Linked DNA regions of Mus musculus: region 2 is linked to region 1. A link is a contact called in public Hi-C data. All regions are on one chromosome and are shown on one strand. Each heading gives the region's core, a stretch centred on a gene start, on an enhancer-like site or on the middle of the called end of the contact. The rest is flanking DNA. Distances are from core to core; before and after follow the strand shown.

Region 1 (6,360 bases), core at 1,246-3,745:
CACACACACACACACACAGAGAGAGAGAGAGAGAGAGAGAGAGAGAGAGAGAGAGAGAGAGAGAGAGAGTGAGAGAGTTTTCCATGCCCCTGGCTGTGACCAATCATAGCTCTCTTAAAGAGAACTTAGTCAAAAGTCAAATCCCATGATAGAAAGCATAAGAATAGCTCATAGTAAATTAGGGCAAGAGGAAATTCCTCTGTAAGGAATTTAGATTAGGAAATACAATAGATTTAGCTGGTGTTTGGGCTCATTTGAGAACACAGTGGAATGTCATAAAACACTTTCTATTCATTTATAAATGTTATACATTTTATAAATTTTATATGTATACATTTATATACATACATATGGAATTTATTTTAAAAATGTATCAAAGTTTATGGCTTAACTAAGAAAACTTGGTACTTTGAAATATAAGTACTTAAATTAGAAAAACAAATATTGTTAACTATACTGGAAGTGTAAACTTAAATTTTGACTTTAAAATTACATGTCTACTCTTTAAGCTTTTACCTTTCTTACCCTCGTCTCTAGCCCTCCTTCTCTCTTTCCCTTCCCCACTCTCTCCACGTGGCCATGGCCGGTCTCTCTCTCTCTCTCTCTCTCTCTCTCTCTTTCTTTCTTTCTTTTTTCTTTTATTTTATTTTTTAATAGATATTTTCTTTATTTACATTTCAAATGCTTTCCCAAAAGTTCCTTATTCCCTCCCCACCACCCCCCCCCGTCCGCTACCCTACCCACCCACTCCTACTTCTTGGCCCTGGCATTCCCCTGTACGGGGGCATAAAGTTTGCAAGACCTAGGGGCCTCTCTTCCCAATGATGGCCGACTAGGCCATCTTCTGCTACATATGCAGCTAGAGACACGAGCTCTGGGGGGTACTGGTTAGTTCATATTTTTGTTCCACCTATAGGGTTGCAGACCCCTTCAGTTCCTTGAGTACTTTCTCTAGCTCCTCCACTGAGGGTCCTGTGTTCCATCCTATAGATGACTCAGCCTCTCTCTTTCTACCTTCTCTCTTTCTCTGTGTCTTTATACAATAAAGCTCTAAAACCATAGAGAAAAATTACATGTCTAAATCAATTTAAAAATTTAAATTAGAATGAAAAGGCTTTTCTAGTTCAATCAATACCTTAGAAACATAACAAGTACATAATTTAAAAAACACAGAGTAGTAAAACAAATATCAGTACTGTGGTTAATATTTGGCTTCATATAGACATGGCTCTGTTCACTTCTAAATCTTTTGAATGGGGAGTGCTTAGACTTCACAGAAATAAAAACACCCTCATAACGTCATAGAGAAAATAAATAACAAACCCAGAAAAGATATAGACAAAAGGGATCACTTCTATACTGCTGATGGCACTGTAAAATAATTTAAGAATTATGAAAATCAATCTGGGGATCATCAAAAACTTATATACATGTATATTTATGGTGTGTGTGTGCATGTTTGTGTGTGTGTGTGTGTGTGTGTGTGTGTGTGTGTATGTCTACAATACAATTCAGCTATATTATACTCCTGAGAAAACATTTAACTGGAGTGTGTTTACAGTTTCAGAGGTTTAGTCCACTAAAGTCATGGTGGGAAGCATGGCGGCATGCAGGCAGACTGGAAAGGTAGCTGATAGTTCTACATCTGGATCCACAGGAAGCAAGAAAAGAGAGACACTGGGCCTGGTTTGAGCATTTAAAATGCCACCCCACCCCCCAGTGACACACTTCCACCAGTGAGGTCATGCCTCCAAGCTCCCATCAAGTAGCTCCACTCCCTAATAACCAAGAATTCAATATGGGAGCCTATGGGAGCCATTCCTAATCAACCCCCCACAAGTCGACACTTACCTTTAAAGATACTGAAAGGACTTGCACATTTAATTTAAAGCATTTTAAAGTTTGGTGTGCCTTCTATTGTAGTGAAATGGAGACGACATATGCTGAGGAATAGTCTTGTTTGGTTTCAGTGAAGTGTACTGATTAGGCTGTGATGTTTGCTGTGAATAAAGGTGAGATAGTACCACAGAATTGCAGCATCCAGAACTTGGCTGCTTTTCCTCCTACTCAGCCAGGTCCTGCAGCATGGGTCTCTGGAGAGATTTTTATGATCGGCCCTATGCAGTTACCGGCTTGTCCTATCTTTTACATTTCCTTCCACTTACTGTGTTCTCATGCAATGTCAAAATCCCTTGTGCAGGTCTCAAAAATAGCCCTACTGCCGTTAAGGAGACACCAGAGGCAAACTACACTCGTGATTTACAATGATGATGTCTATTCTCAAATGCCCTCTAAATATAGCACCTACTTGCTTGAAAAGAACGAGACAGGTTTCTAGGTTTCAACAATGTGAAGGGGAACTGAATGAAGAAAACTGTGAGTCAGACTGGCTGTGCCTGCTGCCAACAATTCGGGGAGTCATGGAGGTGGAGGCTTGCCTATGTGGCTGGAGCAAGTCATTGTTGTTCACAAGCTAGTGCTGCTGCTGGTAGGAGAACTCCTAGCTGTTTCCCACCCTAGTTTTCAGACTCTAGAAATGAACAAAAACAAGTGGGAAGGGCAGAGGCACTGCAGTGATGATTCATTCAAATGAGTAAGAAGCATTGCTTTAGTGCAAAGGCATCTAGGTGTGCCCGTATGAGAAACATCAAATTCGTTAGTGCCTTCTAACGCCTAGAATCTCATTACTGCCCAGCTCAATCACTTAGTCATCCAAGATATCTTCAAGAAACAGTGTGTGTGTGGGGGGGGGGGGGTATGTACATAAACTCAGTTAGCAAAGTGTTTAGCTACACAAGTCTTAATCCCGATCACTTGCCTAAAATATCTGGGAATGGTGGCCAGCCCTGGGGCTTGCTAATTAGAGTCTAGCCCAGTTGGTTGGCCTCAGATCTCAGTAAGAGAGTAAAAGACCTCAGTGGGGAGACCTCCACTCACAAGTCCCGAGATGGCATGCACACCCAGGGAATCACGAGAGACCGCCTTGATGCAAACACATGAGGTAGTTTAATGACGGAGCTCCAGGCCAACACGTATCTCACACAGGAGACAGAGGAGTCGACCACGAGGCTCAAAAGTTAGGGGTTTATATAGGAAAAGAGTGGGGGTAGGGGAAGAATTGGTGTGGGTTCACACAATTGGACAGTTTAAACATCAGCAAACTGTACGTGCAGAGTAAGGTAACAGCAATTCTGAGGGGCAGGGGCTTATGACTCAGCTGAGATAGTCCGGTAGTCCGGACATCCCTGCTGTGATTGTCTGGATGTCTTTGCAGGTCTTCTCCTATCTTTATGGCTAGCCAGTTCCTGGAATGACTTAACAGCAACAGCCTTTGTTCTTTGCCTTTGGCCCAAAAAGCCCTCCTAACTAGCAAGCCGCATGAGTCATGGACCTTGAATTTAATTTTCTTTCAAGAGCTTGTTTAAAAAATTAATTAATTAATGAAAATTAAAAATGAAAAGAAGGATTAAAATTTAAAAAGTGTATTTGTTAGGTCCCCAAATTCTGGAAGGCAGTGCATATATCCAGAAATTAGTCTAGGCTCTGTTCAGACTGGTGCTGTAGAAAGATTTCTGGTAGTGAGATAAAAACCTATAAATAGCATTTCTCCGAATCCTGTGAGACAGGTTTCTGTACGTCAAAAGGATTCACTTCCATTATCTTCCCTTGACTCTGGCAAAAGGACATATGGCTACCCATTGACATCTACTTACCTGTGGGTACAAATCAAAATCCATAGTGCCCTCTAAAGGCTTCTAATCTGAGGTACTGTGCACTTCACTGTTCTTAGAGCTACTCAGTCTCCCACTGAGAAAGACAAACCCACAGACAGGTCTACCTTTCAGACAGGCTTCCTGAAGATGGAGGTAACTCAGTAAACTTACATAACTAGGTTCAATGAAAGAAGAAACTCAGACTACAGTAGTATTGTTATTTTAAAACCTGCCTTTACTATTTCTTTATTTTAAAAAAAAATGGGGAAAAAAAGCTTTCTGATGGCTGCTCTCAGTAATCAAGCACCTGTGTCTCTGTGTCTCGTGGTAAATGACTGAATATTTCCAGAAAAAAGGAAAAGTAAAAAAATTAAAGGTCTGAGGAAGTGATTTAAGGTGTGTGAATTGTGAGGTTCTGAGGGAGTGATTTAACATATGTGAAAAAAATGAGACAGACATACATAATGGTAAGACTGCAAAAGTTCAGAGTTTGTAGGTATTAATCAAAGGAGTTCTGTTAAGCTTTTAGTCTGGCTTTGATAAAGCATTGGCTACTAAACTTCCTTTAAAAATTATCATAGTCACAGGCTCAAAAAATTGCAGTTCTTGGTTGCTTTCTAAAGGTAGACTTAAAAGCGCTTCTTGTGCTGAAAGCATTTCTGTCCAATCTCTATCTATCTAGTCCTTGGGCAGAGGGAAGAGTGTTCATGAGTTTCTTCCAGAACCATCTTTTGGGTTCTTTTCCCCTTGGTTCTCTTTCCTCCAGGAAATCTCTCTTACTACTGATGGATGTTCATGTGTGCATCATGTTAGTAACTGCCCAGGCTTCCTTGCTGCTATGATCCAAAGGCATGTGTCTGCCTAAGATGTCAGGGACACTTAACTGATTTTTCTACAATGAGAATTTCAATGCAGATTATAGACAATAGTAAGCTCATGGTTCTAAAACCTTTATCTTGCATCAACTCTAAAGGTGTCATGTGAGCTCCAGGGAGTTGCAGCTTGCATCTATCTGCCACAGGTCAACTGGACCTCTTTGCCTCCAGTTGGGTTTGTATTCTCTTTGTTGAAAAACAGGGGTTTTTCTATGCCCGACTTGCTCTGAAATAATGACATGGAGAGCTTTATATTTATTAACAAGATGGAGGCTTTATAGCTGGGCAGATTCCAAGCTTATCTAAGCTCGCGATATTGGCCTGGCCAGTTTTCCAGCCACATGGCCCATTACCCGCCATTGTAGTTGTGCCAGGCACCTCCTTCATTCATATCCAATGGTGACTCCCTGATTGAGATTTCTATGGTTTCCACCTGAGACCCTCTCCTTTTCTCTGGGTATGAATGTCTCATCTTCTGCTCTCCTGCACAGTTATAGGCTGTTCAATTCTTTATTTGACCAATCAGGTGATGGAGAACAATGTTTTACAAAATACCGAATTAGGAGCTGCTTCATAATAACGACAGTAAAAAAGAAGTCTGAGCCACAATCAAATCTCTGGGTACAGAATACAGAGTACACAAAACATCTCCCCACATTTTGTCTTCCAGATATGCTGGGGGGAGGGGGAAAGACAGACCTGAAGTAGCAAATAAAGATTCCGCCTAAGCTCCTTAATTTTACCTCTGTCCCTAGTTTTTGTCTGTCCCAGCAGATTTCTACAGAGCTGACAAACACCATCCAGGCATCAAACCCTAACCCTGCAAATACTGTTCTAAAAGGAGTTCATCTGCATAGCCTCACTGTTAGATATGAGAAAAGCCATTTCCATGACTGGCCGATCAAAGCAAGCTATATTTAGAAGTGCACAAGGGACTGGCTAGAATGACTGCTTCTCCCTTTGTCGGGGTTTCAAAGAGCATCCCCTTACTGGCTTTTTGTGAGTTAGGGCTAATAGAAAATGGCTGTTGAGATAGTTGGTTATTAGCACTTAGACAGAAGAGTGGAAGACTAAGAGCTCAAGGCTGATTGTCAGGTAGACAAGCATGAGAATACGTCCTGTGGATGGGGAATCATCACAGGTGTTCAGGAGTTTAGTAAGGCAAAGGTGTGGTGTTACATATATAAAATGTGTATAATTTGTAACCCCATACATCGTGGGGTTACAGGTTCCGCATAAGCTGAAAAACACAATTTGCAGGATACATTGTGCTTAGGAAAGAGAAACTTATTGTAAAGTACAGAGACATAATAACGATGTACAACAGTGTGGCTCCTGTGTTCCTTTCACTTTGTCTCAATGGCCTTTCAAACCCAGAGAGCCCTGGAGTTGCAGATAACTGATGTAAACGAGTCCCCGGTGTGACGTAGTCTGATCAATGTGCTTGTCTCTTCAGTTTCTTTCAGGCGAAGTTACTTGTGTTATCTCAGAACAAAACAAACAGCTTTGGAGAAGAAACTCAAGGTGGTCTGCTGCAGCAGAATACTGTCCCAGGACGGCGAAACTATCCCAGGACGGCAAATACTGTCCCAGGATGGCGACATCTCCAGATTTAGCTTCCTTTCCTACACCTCATTTCCCGAGCTTGAGTCTGAAAGACTCAGGTCAACACCTTACACATCTCAGAAACAGGACACAGATAGGAGAGCCTTTTGCCTTGTAATTTGACAGCATGACAGCTGCTTAGAGGCCTCAGAATTCACAGGGGTGCC
Region 2 (6,437 bases), core at 2,854-5,353, 140 kb before region 1:
GAGCTACCTCAGTGTTATTCTTTTGTGTGCTTCTCCAAGGTTGATCAGGGCAGTTTCTAGTCCTTAAGCATGCCACAGATTTTGAAAACCACTAAACTGAACAACAGCAAAGGGCTTGTCAAAGTCATGTTTACCAGAGATGTGACGACTCTGATGGCTTCAGCACAAGATGCGGGTGTCCTCCAAGAAGTGTCCTTGGAAATCAGTCCCAGAATATGCAGTTTGGCAATAATGACATCAGGCAAAAATGAAACATTAAAGATTTAGTTTTAATTAAAATATTTTAAGACAGAATAACCGGTTTTGGTCAGAAATTAACAACTGAGAACAGAATGAGGCTTAAATAGCAAAGAGAGATGGAGGGACTGAGTCCTCTGCCTTCTATAACCCAGAACTTGGGAACATTCCAGTCAGTGTTTTTAATGTTGTGAACAGGGGGAGGTCAGTAAGCAAAAGTGCTCTGAACTTTACATTCATCTTTCCCCCAACAACCCTTAATTGCAAGTCTTCAGCACCACCTCTAAATTCCTAGGAAAAACATGACTTCCCCAGGAAATCTCCCTTCCTTGAGGAGGTATCCTTTCCATCAAGCTTGGCGTGCAGAGAAATCTGCCTCATGCCTTTTTCTTCTCTACCCACTCCCAAGGATCAGCCAGTATTCCAGCTGGAATCCTGTCGCTCCTGGGGGGCAATCTCAGATAAAACAGACTTAGGAGCCTAGAATTACCCAGAATTGGTGAGGCGGTCGAGGTGGTGGTGAATGAAGCAGTGATCTGAAGTTCAACAGTAGGAGAGTGTGTGACAAAAGTCTTCCTAGGGTGACACAGCATACACATGCACTCAACCCAGAGAGAGCCAAGGACAGATCACAGTATGGATACCAGTGAAGTTCAACTTGATGAATCATGAGTTTTAGTGGGGTTACTTACAGAAGCAGAAATGACTCAAAGACAGCTGCATTACCCAAATCCACGCCAGCAGTGGGGGACAGCTCACGAAGCTGGGAGCCTGGAGCACACTGCACAGCCTGTGGGTTTCCACGTTTTCCACGCAGCTGGTCTGGACTCAGAGTCTTCTGCTTAAGGAGTTTCTTTGCAGATTGGAATGTTTCAGTTTCCGAGAAAACTGTTGCACAATAGAGGGGTAACAGGAAGAGCCACTGAGGGGAGATGGGATTAGCCAACTCCTGAGGCTTTTCTCAGAATAGGGCTAGACAGTGGAAATTTGTTGACTGAAGAAATTTTATTAGACGTTTGCTTGTGTTCTGGCGTCTCTGTCAGAGAAGCCATAAAAGTTGAGATGGGAGCTGGACGGATGACTTAGTGGCTAAAAGTGCTTCTTGTTCTTCTAGAGACCCGAGTCTAGTTCTTAGCTCCTAACTACCTGTAACTTCAGTTCCAGGGTATCTGACCTTCTTCTGGTCTCTGTAGGTGTCCCCACACCCTCCACGATATTCCTTATAATTTATAAGATGAGATGACTCATTTCACGTTGCTTTTGAAAATGTTTTCTTCTGAGACAGTTATTAGACCTTTCTTTAGTTTTTGACAGTTGGACCACTGCTTCATTTCATAGTTGGCTTGTGTGATGGTGCCTTTATCATCAACTAGAGAACAAGTGTGTAGTGTCGAGAGTGGAAGCAAACACTCCCCCTGGAATTGCAGTGGTGGAGTGGAGGACTAGCTGGGAGGGTGGGGGCTGGAGTTTGAGGAGCCCCAGAAATGCCTTGGTCAGTGTCTTTGGGGGTGAGAAAAGGTTAGACGTTGTTCTGTGGAGGCAGCAAAGACTCGTGGGTAGCAGGAACAGGAGATAGAGTCCTCCTCCAGGCTTCCCCTGACTGCCTTTTCTCTACGTTCCAAGCTCTGAGAAGGCAAAGAGAAGAAAACATCATAGATGGGCTCATTTGAATCCTGGGACATGGATGGAAGGAGCCTTAGAAAGCTTCACTCAGAGAAAAGTCTGAGACCTTTTGTTTCCAAATCACATTATTTCAGATACTGGGAGTCGTGGCTCTGAGATAACCGTGCATCGCTTTCTGAATAGAAGTTCATTGCCCTTGGAAAAGCTCTTAACCAAACCTGATTTGATTTTTGTACATGTCCCCTCTGTTCTTTTCACTTCCCAGAAAGCAATTTCAGAGGTAAATAGTTATCTGCCAGATCCACTAGATTTAACAAATGTAGCATAATTCTATAATTCTCTGTGATTTCCCAATTACTCTTTAGCTGCCGCTTCAAATTGCTGAAGGAGCGTATTTACTTATGAATTTAACTTGTTGATCTAAATTCTAGGCAACTTAGTTTCCAAATAAATTGACATTTATAATCATTTAGAGCAATATTGCAAGATGTAAGGCAAATATTTATTCTGGGAATAAGTACTTCAAGCTCATGGGTTTATTCCAATTTCCTGCCTTCTCATTACTTTTTCGGGTTATTTTCTTCTGTTAGCTTTCACATTCTTACATAATCCTTAGGGAAACTAAATTTAAACATTTTTAATGGAAATTTCTAATATTTAGATAAATAAGTGTTAGGAACAAGCAAAAGAAACTTCTTGTAAATGCTACCATTTTGTTTTCAGACTCTGTTTAATCATAAAAAGAAATGAAATTCAGGGTCCCAGGCATAGGGGAGCTGGGGACTTCCCTTTAACTGAACAGCTTCTATTGTAAACAGTTGTCTAGTCCAGCCATCTCAAGGACAACCTCTTCAGACTGCTGGCAGGGTCAAACAAGATTATGTTCCCAGCCTAGGGACAAACACCTACCCAACTTCTCCATGTTTTCTTAATTGTCTGTTAAATTAGTAAAGAATATAGACATTGCTGTTATCTAAGCCAAGGTGCATACATTATAAAAATATATATACTAATTTCCTGTTATGCCCTAATTAACTACATGCAGTTGACCCACTGCTTTGTCCTCTTATCACTCTGAGCTCCAGACCTACAGTCAAGGAGAATGAGTTAAGGACCTTGAGCCAGGTGCCCTGGATACGGCCCAGTCTCCAACAGGTTCTCCCTTGCTTAATCCATAATGTCAAAATACAATTGGATAACACTGCAGTTCACCCATCTCTTTGTGTTCCCTTCCTTTAAAAATGTTCAGATCCAGAACTGGCTGCCTCCCTGAGAGCTCAGAAAATAAAGTTTTCATATTTAAGCTTCCATCTCTGAAATGAACTTTTTCAGCTTCCACCCTGAACCCAACATTAGTAAAGTAAACGAGTAGACCAGTTGGTGTGGGGAGGAAGGGAGAAAGAGTTCAGCAGTTCAACCCAGATAAGAATAAAGTTAACTTTTACAAGTGTGTATTATTAGCTTAACACTCTAAGGCCTAAAAAAATGGCTGTTAAAGTTGCTGGCTGGATTGCACAGCTAAATAGTAACAGTTCCATATTTCAAGAGACCACGTAAGTACTTTGCATATGTTGCCATCAGACTTTTTTCCTCCTCATTGTGACACACTTACTGATTTTGAAATGGAGGTTTATAGTTCAAAAGTTTATCTAGCTCACATGTTACATGAGGCAGACCCATGATCTGAATCCAGGATTTTTTTTTTAAACCACTGCCTTACATTGGTAGAAAGTCTCCTTAGCAAGATATACAGTAATAACATAAACACAATCATATTCTAATGAGTTCTATTGAGACTCATTAGCATTCAGATCTTTCTAGCTTCCTTATGTAAGAGTTTGTCTACGAGCATCTCCATGCTATTATGACAATTAGTATGAAAGATGTAGGTTGACAGATTCTACAAATCAACCTGATAACCATGGCTTTACCTTTAATCTATTAAGCTTTGGTGGGTTTAGAATGTATTTTATGTGTCTTGGTGTTTTGCCTGCATGTATATCTGTACAGCACGTGCATGTATGCCTGTTGCTTAACGAGGCTGGGAGAGACTATCAGAACCCCTGGAATTGGAGAGACACTCCACTCCACTTTGTGAGCCACTGTGGTGGGAATTGAACTCCAGCCCTCTGGTAGAACAGCAAGTGCTTTTAACCATGGCTTCATCTTTCCAGTCTCTAAGTTTTGATGAGGTCATACAGCACACAGGTTGGCTTCAGGCTCACTGTACCCAAAGCTGGTCTTGAAATTCTAGTTCTTGGCATTGTAATTATGGGCATGTGCATAGTCACGACTTTGTAAAGATGTTTGCAGCCTTATCTTTGAAATGCCTCTAAATTTTAATTTGTGATTATGAAGATATGGTTACAGCTGCATATCTACCTCATCCAATTATTTTAATTCTCAGGGCTTCTGCACAGGTGTATACTTGTTTCTTTGCATTCGACTTTCCCCACAGATAATGTGAAAGCAGTGAGGGCCTTTTAATACAGTTTTAATCAGATCTACTTCCAAGCCCATGTGACCATGATGGGTTATTTACTGAATGATACTCCCAAGTGACATACAGAAACGTGCCGTCTTGGTCTCCTGTCTCTTACTTTCATTGTCAGTATAAACATAAGCATTAATTCCTCCCACTTCTACCTCATTGTATCAAATCCTAAGCCTAAGTCTGTGTATCTTCTACTGTTCAAGGGTGTATCAACAAATGTTTGGACTTCGAACGATCTTATTTGGAATGAGTCAAAACATTAGTTAGCCCATGAGAAGGCTCCAGTTTCTGGATACATAGTTTTTATTTTTAATTTTGGTTCAGAAATATAATTTCATGCCTATGATGCCTTAGCCCATATTCAGTGCACAACCCCACACCCTCCCTAGTGTAGTTTCTTTCATGTTTTATGTTTGTGCCTATTCTAGTTTATTTTCAAGTCTCTCTCCCAGACTTCCCCCGAGACTGAATCATGTCACTGTTGAACAAGTTCAAAAGAGGATCCCTTCATTTCTCAAGTTTATTTCATATTATTGTCTTGAATTAAAATGTACTTGAAGGAAAAGCTAATATAGAAAATAAAACCCACAGGAGAGCCTATGAGAACTCAGTCTTATGTTCTTTGCAACTTTCTCAACATTTTCAGCCTGCAATGTTTCCACAACAAAGCAGCTGATCATGTGACCAGCTTTGGCTATGGTCAAGGCGGGGCAAGAGTAGTTGGAATGCTCCTGCTGCCATGTCTGACTCGGCTTCTGCAACGTGGAGCTGGCATGCAAGCAATGGCTAGGCAGAGGAGAGGCCAATGCGCTGCCTGGGGTAACTTTGTGCTCCCCAAATGAGGAGGGACAAAGGCCCCTACTGACTGGCTTTCTTGGAAGTAATGCCCAACCATTCTGCCTTCAATCTGCCGGGGCGCCTAGATTCCCTGAGAAGACTACAAAGACAGATTGGAAGATCCTGGTGGCGAGCTGAGAGCATCACCAGCAATATTTGGCCCTCAACAGTGACATATATGCATGTGGGAAAGCAACGGAGAAATGGATGAGTCCTCACCACTGCACACCTGTGAGGTTCTTACACCACACCACTGCACACCTGTGAGGGACTTACTCCACACCGGTGACCCCTAGGCACCTGGTACAGAGAGTTTCTCCTGGTTAATTCAGGCGAGGGACTAAGCAGGACTAGAAGACAATAAGCAGGTTGTCTGTGCTGCCCCAGCCTTCAGTCTTTCCCCCTCAGCGGTCTTGTGCTTTGGTTCAGATGAACAACATGGAAGAGAGAATATGATGTACACAGAGTCACTTTCTGTAACAAGGACAGCATCAGACTAAGAAGAAAGAACTATTGGGTGATTTGAAGAAAGTATAAAACTCCTCGGTCTGTCTGTCTCTTTTTTTCTTGGACAGGGCCTTACTCTCTAGCTCTGTCTTGGAACTTGCTATGCAGACCAAGCTGGATTAAACTTACAGAAATCTATCTGATTTTGCTTCCTAGTGTAGGGATTAAAAGTGTGTCTCCACATACCCATTATTAAAGATTTTTTTTTTTCGGAGACAGGGTTTCTCTGTGTAGCCCTGGCTGTCTTAGAACTCACTCTGTAGACCAGGCTGGCCTAGAACTCAGAAATCCACCTGCCTCTACCTCCCAGGTGATGGGATTAAAGGTGTGTGCCACCAACGTCCAGCTTAAGATTTATTTTTATCATTGAAAAACTGTATGTATGTGTGTGTGCCTGGGCATGTGTGAGTCCAGGCACATGAGGAGGCCAGAGGTGTAGGATTCCCTAGATCTGGCATTATTTATGCTTATGAGCTACCCGATGTGGATGTTGGGAACTAACCTTGGGTCCTCTGCTAAGATAGTGCATACCTACACATACATAATACATTTGGATATATGTATGGATGTGATGAGTAACAGAGCCCCCCTGCTGTGGGTTTGCTGGCCCTGATTTCTGTGCTTTCCTCTCTCTAGACCTTTGGGAAAGGGAAGGTGACCTTAAATTCTCAGATTCATTTCCCCTTTGGCAGGACAAATCAAAACTGCAAAACCAAACCAAAATAAAATCTGAGACCAA

Evidence for each region. Hi-C and Micro-C count contacts between places; a contact is called where the count stands out from the background.
Region 2: a contact with region 1 is called in a Hi-C map of epidermal suprabasal cells, with 1.5 times the contacts expected there. The contact joins two enhancer-like sites. A contact is called at or near these places in 8 of 484 Hi-C or Micro-C datasets (the C2C12 cell line, the G1E-ER4 cell line, bone marrow-derived macrophages and 3 more), 4 of 115 datasets of contacts at active chromatin or transcription factors (the SCID.adh cell line, acute myeloid leukemia, embryonic fibroblasts and 1 more) and 1 of 9 other capture datasets (embryonic stem cells).

What each region holds. Positions count from the first base shown.
Region 1 is chr10:24,981,101-24,987,460 of GRCm38.p6, reverse strand. No RefSeq gene overlaps it. Among named protein-coding and RNA genes, the nearest start is that of Gm47715, 16 kb to the left of the region's middle. Within about 2 kb of position 2,495, at least 12 of the 459 cell types and tissues checked have an H3K27ac peak or open chromatin away from gene starts, as enhancers often do. A contact at or near this core is called in epidermal suprabasal cells, where this site is marked.
Region 2 is chr10:25,123,212-25,129,648 of GRCm38.p6, reverse strand. Gm51762 (a long non-coding RNA gene) reads right to left here. Exons shown (of 2, transcript XR_003948858.1): 2 at 249-1,862. Among named protein-coding and RNA genes, the nearest start is that of Gm36313, 28 kb to the left of the region's middle. Within about 2 kb of position 4,103, at least 21 of the 459 cell types and tissues checked have an H3K27ac peak or open chromatin away from gene starts, as enhancers often do. A contact at or near this core is called in epidermal suprabasal cells, where this site is marked.